Regions from separate parts of the Anas platyrhynchos genome. Here region 2 is linked to region 1. Evidence: chromatin contacts called from public Hi-C data. All regions are on one chromosome and are shown on one strand. Each heading gives the region's core, a stretch centred on a gene start, on an enhancer-like site or on the middle of the called end of the contact. The rest is flanking DNA. Distances are from core to core; before and after follow the strand shown.

Evidence for each region. A called contact is a pair of places that touch in the nucleus more often than the background predicts.
Region 2: a contact with region 1 is called in a Hi-C map of liver, with 2.1 times the contacts expected there. The contact joins two enhancer-like sites.

Annotation. Positions count from the first base shown.
Region 1 is chr4:55,636,740-55,642,550 of IASCAAS_PekinDuck_T2T, forward strand. All of the region lies in intron 2 of RBM47 (RNA binding motif protein 47), which reads left to right. Among named protein-coding and RNA genes, the nearest start is that of RBM47, 43 kb to the left of the region's middle. Within about 2 kb of position 3,197, at least 4 of the 8 cell types and tissues checked have an H3K27ac peak or open chromatin away from gene starts, as enhancers often do.
Region 2 is chr4:55,687,268-55,693,078 of IASCAAS_PekinDuck_T2T, forward strand. No RefSeq gene overlaps it. Among named protein-coding and RNA genes, the nearest start is that of CHRNA9, 34 kb to the right of the region's middle. Within about 2 kb of position 3,719, at least 2 of the 8 cell types and tissues checked have an H3K27ac peak or open chromatin away from gene starts, as enhancers often do.

The DNA of each region.
Region 1 (5,811 bases), core at 1,947-4,446:
GGATTTTTGTCTGTGTTTGGGGAGAGGCATATAGGGTCCACACCAGCCAGCACATTTATAATTTTAAACACATTGTGATCATGTTAATATAGATGTGATAAATGCAGTTTTTACTTGCTTAGAGACCTTGCTGGCTTGGTAGTCTAGTTGAAGATTTGTTTTATGAAAACCTGAATCACAGAATCGTCTAGGTTGGAAAAGACCTCCAAAGAAGAACTAGGTTAAAAAGAAGACAGTAAGAAGAAATTCTCTTGAAAGACGTACACAAAATTATGTTTCTCAGTCAAATCTTAGAATTTCTGGTGGCCGTTAGCAAAACTGGCAAACTCATGCTTTCAATAGCTCTTCCTTCCCTTCCCTCGTGGAGGCAGCCAGCCTTCCTGAAGTCCTTCCCAATGAATGGAGGGGGCTTGGTGCAGATCTCCAGCAGCCTCACTGGCCTTTGCGTCCAGAGTCCATGGTTGCTCTGCTTGGCAAGTTATTAACTGGCATTTAAGTTTGTCATAGAGATGAACTTTGAGGCCTGGTAGTTTTCTTCTTGAATATACTCTTTTGCAGAACTCAAATTTTGACAGTGTTTTAGGAAGTCAAAATTTGCCGGTGTTTTGGGAGTGGAATTGTGCTAACATGCCAGCTTACGAGAGATAGGATCTGTGTCTTCTCTTTTCTTTTTCTGCTTGCCCAATCTGGTTCAAGGGAGTTTTCTGTTTTGATTATACTTGGGTTTTCCAGAGTTGTAATTAGGTAAATTACTTGTAGTTAATATTGTGTTTTTGTGACTGAAGTCCAAGTCATTTAAAATAAATGGATTTTCTAGCTCACAGAATAGTTCCTATGTTAAAAGAGCAGGCACATCTTTTTTAAAGGAAGTAAAAAACTGAAAAAATCTTTGGTCTGTGTCCTTCAGACCATCATCATGCAAGATCGACAAGTTTGTGTAAAGGAGGAGGGGCATCTGCAGTGATACGACAAACAGATTTGCAAGTAAGCCACTTCCCTGTGCTTCTCCCCTTTAACCCAGCGGACCACCTTGATTCGGCAAGAGTTAATGCTCCATACTCCAATATCTGCAGGTGGAGTTCTGATATCAGAGATTATGGCAGTTCCCGACAGAGGAGCCTTTGCACATAGTTCAGCAACTGGCATATGGCTATTCCAGATCTAACTTGCCCCTGATCAAAAAATATTTTTAAGAAAGCTACTTTTTTAGTAGAGCAACTTTATAAATGTTAAATGTTTTAGCTATGAGGGCATTTTTTGAGGCATCAGGTGAGCGTTATATTGTGGTATTTTTATGTGCAATTAATTTTCTTACTTGCTTACACCAATATTTGGGAGTAGCAGTTTTTAGTCAAAAAGCTAACTTACAGAGATAATAAATTTCCTGTCAGCAAGAGATTAATAGGGTCATTTTATTTATTTATTTATTTATTTATAAGAAAATTAATGTGGGGTTGGGTAAAGAAGCTGGGAGATTTTTTTAAAGAAAACCATCACCAGAATGAATGTACCAGTCTGGAGCATCTGTCCAAGTCAGCTTTCAAACAGGATTTATTTCTGATTCGTGCCCTATTCATCATTTATTCCTTTGCTGCTCATGTGGAAAGGAGCAGATCCAAACAGCAGGAAGATGTGGCCCCTTCCACGGGCCTAGAAGAGAAGAACATGAGCAGCAGAGACCTGGGAGTGCAAGGGGGGCTCTGTACCCTTGTCCCTCCCATTTGTGAGCGGGGACACATCAGGATGCACAAACACTACCCATGTTGGATGGGTTGGTGCTGAAGAGGAAGCACTCCAACCTCTGCAGTTTCTCAGGTCGTTAGATGGCAATTAACATAGCACCCCACGTGTAAAACGCATGACCAGGTAACAGGACACTTATTAATATGCCCCTGCCAAAATCTTTCCTCGGGGTGTTCCAGTTTCTTGCTGGGGCCAAGATGTTCAATCATTAACTGCACCCAAAATCTGCGAGCCAGGTATTTGCTGGGTGATGGGACCAGGTTCCCACAAACACAGCTGTGCCGTCAGCTGCTTGTTAGATGGCTCTCTCCCTCCTACTCCAGATCATTTGTAAAAATAGCCCGTTTCTTCTGCACAGCCTGCCAGCCCCAAAGCATAACCCCCTCCTTATGCCTGGCTGTGAAATACGGCTTTCCCATTCACCTGCTAGCAGCAGGATGTTTTTCTGTACAAGCTGGATGTAATAGCACAGTATTTCATTCGTGGTGTTCAGTGCTTTGACGCTCTCAGCAGCAGGCTGTGCTGTGAAATGTGTGTGTGTGTGTGCATTTTTGCAGTATGTTTCTTGGTTTTGCAGGGTTGGTTTTCAGCAGGAGTGGCAGGGCAAGGTGGGGCACGGTACCAAAGGACAAACCATCCTCTGGGTGCTCAGCTTGGCAACGTAACCTTGAGCACAGTGTGCGTGCATGGGAACATCACACCAAGTGATGGATAGTTAGGTGCAAGTGTCTCTGCATTTATAACTGAAATAACCTTATAGCCATATGCCTGAATTTCAGAGAACTACTTCACTTCTAAGCAACCAGCAGGAAAACACGCTTTTCCTCAACTGAGCTGGGGGCAGGTTTCAGTAGAATCACACAAATCTTCTGAGATACAACAGATGAACATTTGTGGCTTGCACCTTCTATCTCAAAATTTATTTATTTATCCTACTGGTCACCATTTGTGTTTGGAGACTCTTTCATAACCAGCAGTTTTCACTCTGGTGGGTGCAGGGATCCTCTGGGAAGGCCGTGCTGCATCAGCCCAGGCAAGCACACCCAGCACAGCCTGGTCTGTTTTGTCTGTCGATGGAGCCATGTCTGGGCTTTGTTTCAGGAAGAACTGGTGGCTGTGTCCAAACAAGGACCCAAAAGCAGACATTTATGTGGTGTGGATGCTCAGCAGACCAGGACAGAGCATGACCTGGGGAAGCAAGCTGTTGCACGGTGCAGATGTGCAGCCGGCACTGCCCTGAGCTGCTCCAGGGACCAAAGCAGGCAGAGCATTTCCTCAGCAGGGGCAATGGAAAGGACACGTACCTTCCTCTGTGTCCCTTCTCCAGGCCAAAGGGAGGTGCAGCACAGGCAGCATCCAGCCCTTCCTCCACTGGTTGGTGAAACATCAGTCCTCCTGCAAGCTTCACTGGGTGTAACTGGCTTGAGCCTCCTGCTAGGGGTGGAGGAGCTCTTGGACAGCCACAAGCTGCTTACTTTTCCAGTGCTTCACTCCATAAGGGCACAGCATGACCCACACTGTACTCTACTCCCCGAAACATGATGCTCCTTCAGAAGGGAGTATCCACAGCGCAGCTCCTCCACAAGAGACAAGAGCTAAGGAGGGGGTTATGTTATGGCTGGTTGAGATATTTTTTTTAAAACAAAACATAGTTTCAGTGGAAAGCACGCATGATTAGAAACAAAAGCGTTCAGAAGGAATCACAACTGCAATTAAAGATTCATGTCTAGGCTGTAATCTCTGGGCCAAACCAAGAGAACCGCTCCACAGCAGCCAGGAGGACAGAGCCAACCTGAGATGTGAGACCCCCAGCAGCAGCATTTGTCATGGGACTCTTGCATGCAGTTCTGCCACCTAAACGCAACATATTCATCTTCCCCCAGCCTTATCTCCAGCCATCAGTGACTCTTTCCAAGCTAGGAACTCACACCAGGAGTAGTAAAACATTGCACTCCCAGCTTGACAGGCATTTAGGGACTCTTTTGACAGGTAGTGATAGGTTCTCCCTGCTGCTATTACAGATTTTCCCTGCTTTCTTGCAGTTCCTTATTCTCTTTGATAAGCCCAGTCTAAATTTATTGTTATATTCATTCTGGCTGTAAAGTTGAGCAACTGTTGCCTTCCCTGTTCTGATGAAAAACAAGAACAATGTTTGGTATTAAACAATACATTGTTTTGGGGCTTTTGCTGCTTTTGAGAGTAAGAACATCAGAAACAAAGCCCAATAATGGGGTAATAAATAATCCATCTTTTCTCTTTGCAGAAATCAGCACACAACAGTGTGCTGTACATTGGCTTTCAGGGGTTTCCAAACCACCAGGTAGACAACTAGTGAGATTGTTCCCTTATACATCCTTATTAAAGGAGATTTTAACTCTTTAGATATCTACCTGTCTTAGGTGTTGGTTGCCTGTTTTTATTAGGTCAGCTCTTTCTGAATATGTCTCCTTTGCAATTATTGTCTCAAAATTAACCACTGTTATAAAGAGCAACTGAAAGATGAGAAAAACAATTTCTCTTTCAACCATTATGTTCCTTCTGTGCATTACCCACTTTCTAGGAAAGGACAGAAGGAAGGAAAGGAGCTCTCTCTGCAGCCAATAATTCTGCTAATGAACTGAAAAAGCAAAAACAGCAGGCAGGGTTTTCCAAACACATCTATCCCTTTCATGAGTGCAATAATCCAATATTTAACCTCTCTGCTGTAAACCATACCATTAGATGTTTTCAATACTTCTGTGACATCCCAGTAACTTTGCATTTGTATCTGTAGCATACTTAAGAAAGCTTAAATTTAGTGGTTTTGGAGCAAGAAGGACCATTTCTAGAGTCGGTGTTAATTTAAAAATAAGTTATATGCTTAACAAAATGAACATGTAGCATAGCCTTGGAAATCTGATTTTTACTCAGGGTTAGAATGTAACTGTATACTTTTTTTTTTTTCATAGTTTTGTTGTTAAGGTTCCTGCTAGTTCAGCAATGTAACAATTAAAGTTTGTGTCTGAAAGACTGAACTTTTGTTTTTTTTGATATGTTGTCATTTTAAGGTATGGGTATTTAAAGTCAGACCTCCCGAGGCCAATACCTAGGCACTTACACAGTTTTCAAAGGCTCTTGATCATGCTTAGCTCCTACTTATCTCAGTGGGAATTTGACAGACATGGACTGGAGGATTTAACATCATTATAACCGGATGATCTATGAATAACAGAACGTATTAAGTCTGGTTCTCTGCAGTGCCACCATAGGAATGCAGAGCAATTCCAGCTCCAACCTTTGTATTTCTCCCTTGCTCCTTTCTGCACCCCCTTCCTTTTGGGCTGAGCAGGTTTGGGGTCTGTTTGGGGTGCACATGCACTCAGCCACAGGTCATTCAGCCCTGCCAAACACTGCTTCTTGGGGCAGGGAAAAGCCTGGCTATAACCACCTCACCCTGAGGCAGAAACAAATTGCATTTCTCTCATTCAGCCCTGGTTTTCCTGAAGCTGGCCAGCAGGTTCAGAAGTTATGAATGAGTAGAATGGGGCTGGCCACCATGACACGGTTTCATACACCAGGGTTGTTTTTAGGAAACCAGGATGAGAGCACCAAGTGTTCATCACAAACAGGAAAAGTGTGCAGGACCTGGGAATCGTATGCAAACAGGGAAATCAACTCCTAGGCAAAGACAACAAGGTCTATTCATTACCTATTTGCTCTGTCACAGTGACAAATACTGTGCAGAAATGCATTCCCTCTCCTTCCAAACTTAAATGTCCAAAGTAGTTTACATCTGTGAACTTTGAGTTTCACAGAAGCTCTACTTCCGGACTGCCTGTGGTAAGCTGGAGTGGCTTTAGACATTTCACCATGAGTTACTGCTGGACTTTGCTCCCTTCAACATGCTGACCTTTGGCCAGCTGGGGTAGGAGGAGAAGCTGGTTGCTCTTGGTGAAACATGATCACAGTGTACCCAGGGAGGGACCTTTTGTAAAGTGCCCCTTAATCAGCTCAGGTTGTCATTTAGGGTTTGCATTGATTTAGGTTCTCCTGATAATTTCACTAGAAGAGCATTTCAAAGCATGATTT
Region 2 (5,811 bases), core at 2,469-4,968, 51 kb after region 1:
TCTGTGAGGACACCCCTCATGGGATGCCTATGAGGTGCCAGCCATTCCTGTTTGCCTCAAACAGGTTGGTTTGGGGCATTAAATCCCCTTTTGTACACTGGTAGGGCTCTGGAAAGCAAAACTGACCTTCACAAAGGCCTACATTCATGAATGCGTTGTCCACAGGGGGTAGAACGAACACTCAGTACTGACTGGTGTGGCGCTGAAACGCCATTGCCTTGTTCCCAGACTTTGTTTCTGTTTCATCGGTCTGGAGATGTTCCATGTTCCTCAGGAAGCAAGGAGTGGATCCTACACAACAGACTGCTCAGGGTCAGGTTCACGTCTGACGCAAAGTTGCTTCTACCATCTGATTTTGTCCTACTGAAATTATAGGTTCCTAACCTGAGCTGAGTTTGAGATGTCATGAAAAAAAATAGATGGCAGTATGCTACAAAGGCAAAATAATCTTTCTTCTTACTGAATCTCAGCAAACTCATGCACTGCCTTTCATAATCTGAAAAGTACCAAGAGTTTAAGCCATAGAGGCCAAGTTATCTTTGTGAACTTTACAACCAGGAAAATTTACAAATGGCAATTAGTAGATCCAGAGGCCAAAATAATTAACCCAGATAGAAAGCATGTAATAAATCTCCAGCATTAAACGCAGGGAGGCTGACACAGAAGAACCACGACAGAAGTTACGCAGTATAACAACAGTGCTATGCCACAGCCTCTGACTGCAGCAAAAGGAATCAGTATTGATCTTCTCGTAGGAGGAATTTTGCAAAATATCACCTAGTTTTTTATAGGACCTAGAGTTGCTGGACAGTATTTAAGGGAACAAGAGCAAACTACAAATGACTGTATAGATCCCTGATAAGATACTTTTTCACCCAGTTTCACAGTGAACCTTGGAACTAGAATGAAACTCTTTTCTCTCAATAGCATGCAATTAGGTAAATTACTTGTTATAGATAAAGTTCTGAGGAGAGATAATACTTACAGTGAGACACCATAATCCCTAGGAGTGATTAAAAAAAAAAAAAAAAAAAAAAGGCTCAAGTACCAGGTAAACAGCAAAGAAATTCTAACAAAGCTGGATTTTGCTGAGCACCCATCTCCCTCCCAAACCCCTCCTGGATTAAAGTAACTCTCTTTTCCCTTTTCCTGCAGATTTCATTCATTGTAATATAATTACTTTTTTTTTTTTTTTTTTTTTTTTATCTTTGTAATACAAATTGCCTTTGGTTATTCAGCAGTAACACCCGAGTGCACCTGAAGGGTGAACATGCAAAAACTGCATAGCCCCAAACACCTCTATAAAGTGGTGGTCTTGTCCCCAGGGCACCAGCCACCCACAGGTGCCAGCTCTGATGGGATTTGGATTTAAAGCACTAATGGTGGGTAGCCTCTCTGCAGGCTCCTGAGCTTAGCCAAAGCAGCTATTCTAGAATAGTGCTCTATTTCTACATGTGCCATCTCTCTAAACCATCAAAAAGTACCTCTGGAAATAAAATAATAAAATAATAATAATAAAGTTCTAGTAGTTAACTAGGGAAATTACTAACATGATACACACTGTCCTGGCTAAGCATCCCCCTAAACGTATCAGGCAACAGCAAAAAAGCATCAAAGTTGTAATTTTTGTATTCCCTCTGGAGTGGTTTATTCACACACACACACTACAAGAAAATTGCTGAGTGCTTGCTGCAAGGCAAACCACAACAGCGGCCTCAATCCCAGCCAGACCACCAGCAGCAGGATCTTGGTACAGATATATAATGATATTTAGGTGCCTCATTTTTAATATCCTGAAGCATCTCATCAAAATGAGATGTCAAACCATGGTGACTCTGCCCCTTGGCTGTCACCAGTCTGTGATAAAGCCCCACTATCCACATACAAATTCTCCAATTTTAGGTCCCGTGATACTGCTCTCTTTGAAGTTCACCCTCTTGTAATCTTTTGGATGTCCTGTATGAACAGGAATTTATGAAGTCAGTAATTGCCCCATGTTCCTTTACTATAGGCAGGGTTGGTGTATATAATGGATTTAAGCCAATACTCATACCGATGTGGTTCATAATTACCTTGTTGTTCTGGCTGGATGTCTTTTGTGTTTGGAGGTTTTGTTTGTTTGTTTGTAAAGAAAATACATGCTATAAAACAGCAATTCAGCTGCTGCAGTGCAACAGAAATGAATGGTGACGTACATTTTGCTGCTGTACAAAGAAGTTCTGCTCCCCAAGCTGACCTGCCAGCAGCAGCTCTTGTTAGGGTTAGCACTTAATAACATTTCCAGGCCTGGGCAGTGCTAATAATCATCTCTGAGACAGCTAGTGCAAATCAATATTTGTAGCTAAGAGGGAAGGGGAAGGAATCACCCACCAAGCTGGGTTCAGGACGACCACCTCCAGGGAGTAGCTGGAAACAGTGTCCTGGAAGAAGGTTAGAGCACCAGCAAGGACCACTTGAACTGGACCAAATTACCTCCAACAGTCTTAATATACCTGCTACCTCATTTGAGTCGACCAGCCTCTGCTCTCCAGCCATCTTCCAACATAGGATTGCAATCTGACACAAAAGTGAAAGATTAAATCAGCATTTTGAAGAACCTTCATCTCTGGGAACAAGTGCAGGCTCAGATTACCACAGTGAACCTGCTGGAACAATCAGGAACCTCTGTATGACACATCCTGCCCCATTTCTACTGGCTTCTTCAGAAGTTACAAATGGCACATACCAGTGCTTCCATCTCTTGAAGTGAAAGCCAAATATTGAACTGCCTCAATGATTTCCCTTTCCTCAGCCTAACTGTACGTGGAGATGGTCTCATATACAGAAGAGATCTTTCATGTTAATATTACATTTGCAGTGAGCTGAGCATGAGATTTGCTGCAAATCAATAGCAAGAGCAAACAAACTCTTTCTTCCATGTCAGAGATGTTGCCCTACCCAGTCCCCATTTATGATTACTGAACTCAAGGAGACACGTTTACAGGGTGCAGGGAACAGTACCACAAGGCTAAAGTTGATTCCTATGCCCATATCCATACCATAACAGGATTCTTTCCACACACAGAAGAAAATATAAGGACTAAAGGACAAGTACTGAGGAGCTAAGAGTGAGACAGTCCAGTCAAGAAAGATCGGTGGAAGAAATCTGTTTGCCCAAAACCTGCTTTTCCAGGCTACTTGACATTGGTCAGAAGCTGTAAGTTAACCTGTCTCTGCTGACCTGATCCCAATGCCTCCGGCAGGCATTTTCTCTTTGTCTCAGCATTATGCCAGACTGCCCCGACCAGGTGTAGGACCACAGTCTGGACTGCTCATAAAGTCTTTGTTCCCCAGTACTCTGAAGACTAACAGACTACCTCCAGACAGTTCTGTTCATAATACTACTGGCCCCTGGGTCTGTAAATTAAAGCATAGCTTCTGAGGAGATGAAACACCCCTTTCAGAACAGCAGCCTTTGCACTGTCCCATAGGATACATTCCTTCATTTATCTAGACGTTAATAAAAAGCTATCAGCAGGAGAAATGCTAACAAGGCACCAAGTCTACATTACTTATTGCTTCTTAGAAAAAGGAAAACAACTACGATTAAGTGCAGGTGTTTTGAGGTTGGTTTTTGTTTTTTGTTTTTTAATCATTTATTTTTTAAATTGCCCACTAGTGCTGCCTTGAAGTGCCCGGGCAAGAAGAACAGCACTCGTGTGACCTCTAGAGGTCTCAGGAGTTAGGCGAGGAAAAGTCTCCACAAGAGGAGCTCTTGCAAGGTGCTGACTTCTTTGGCAGGCACCTGGGCCCCAGACATTTTCACGGTCACCCTGCACCTCTCCTCCCCTCACCCCAGCTGGCTCCAGCTGTTTTACATTTCTTCTTAACCTTGCCATCAGCCTTGCCATTTTCAGCCTCAAAAACTGCTGAACCCACACAGCTGAGAGCAGGGGCCATCCCAAACCAGGAACATGCACACGGGGCAGGAGCTCTGGGCTGCTTTGCTGCTGTCAACTCAGGAGCCCAGGGTCCCAGGGTAGTGCTCCTGGTGTGACAGAGCTTGCTGGCTAAAAGCACTGCTCAGAGTCATGTGTGGGTTCAACAGTGTGGTGCCAAATGAGTGCACGTCCTACACATTCCACTTTGAACCGTGGTGTTTAGAAATGCTCTTTGATCCAATTCAAACAACCTCTGCAGGGTAGTGAACATGGCATTCAAAAGCACTACTAAGGCCATGCACCTGAAGGTGACTGTGGCTACACAAAGCGTGGCCCTTATCTCAACACCAGACCCCTGAGCTAAGAACAGTAGGTAAAAGCAACACAAGTTTCACTCACCTCTTACTGGCAGCCTCCTAAACCATTAACATGCTGAACAAAAATAGACCCAACTGCAGCATATGACACATTTGGACAGCTCTGAACCAAGTCGAGTGTCTTGTGGAGGAAGCACATCTATCAAGTGCCTGTGAAAAGGCCCGTGAGCTGGACAGAAAATGGGTCTGAATAAACATGGGTGCTAGAGGGAACTTAGGGCAGCAAGGTATCCCCAGAGAAGTCAACCTTCCAGATGGTGTGAGTAGAAATCTTCATGCAGTTGAGGGCCCCTAGACACACTTACCTGCTGGAACAATGCAGAGGGGCAGGGTGGGATGGTGTGAGGTGACAGTGTCTCCTCAGGGGGTCCCACCTTTCCATCACAAGCTGCTGCAAGCTTGGACATACAAGCATAACACTAACAAAACATTAACAGCCACTCCTCTGTCACTTAAATGCAGCGAGCAGCTTGGTAACATTCAGCTAGAACCAAAAACACAGAATGAATGAAGAAGCCAGACCTACAACTTGCCTATGGTACACTAACGATACAACCATACATGCATGCATTAATCACAGTGCCTTTCTTTATTTGTTCACATTATACTGGCTCAGTCATTTCCTGCTAACATGCACTTAAACATGTTAATGGAGAATGCATGAGCAAACAGAAACAGAATACGTTATTATTACATAGTATTTAAGACCACTATCAATCAAATTTTATTAGTGGTAAAACATAGAAAGCAAATACAGTGAATCCTAATTTACTCATTTTATTCACTGAAGCTCTGCCTACAATCATATGGGTTACATTTAAGCAATAAAAATATATATGTATTTTTTGCTCCAATGCTCTTCTTCCTTTGCCAGCTCTGTCACTACGTTTAGAATAACACAAACCAATGTAGTGACAGACCAAAGGGAACACAAGCCAGTCTTTGGCATAGAGTCCCCATGCAACTCCCAACACCATAGATAAAATAATTTGCAGTGAAGATTAATAAAAATAATAGCATTGAAAAAATTGTTTCAAGTTCTTTTGTAACAGAAAAAAAAATGTGAGTAGATATGCTAACATTGTAAGGTACATATCCTGGCAAAGAATAAACATTCAGAATGGCAGAGAAAGCAGACAATACGCATTACTCAGAAAAAAAAAAAAAAAAAAAAAAAAAAAAAAAGCTCAACACAGTTCTAGGTAGGTTATTTAGAAGGTAGAAGTACTGAATCACATTTAAACCGAATCACATTTAAAACAAACATTTTCAGGAAGTAGAATGAAAAACTCTTCTCTTTAAAACTGCAGCTGCCATTTATCTTGATTTGTTCTTTCCAGATGTTCACTAGATTTGCTTTCTACTCTGAAGAAGTGCCCAAGAACAGACAGAGGCATTGATTAAGGAGGTATTGGGGAGGTATTGGGGAGGCAAGGACAATCCCCAGACATGGACTGTATATCTCGAAACAAGACACTGGAACTCATGATAAGGAAGCGGCAGACGGACAGAGA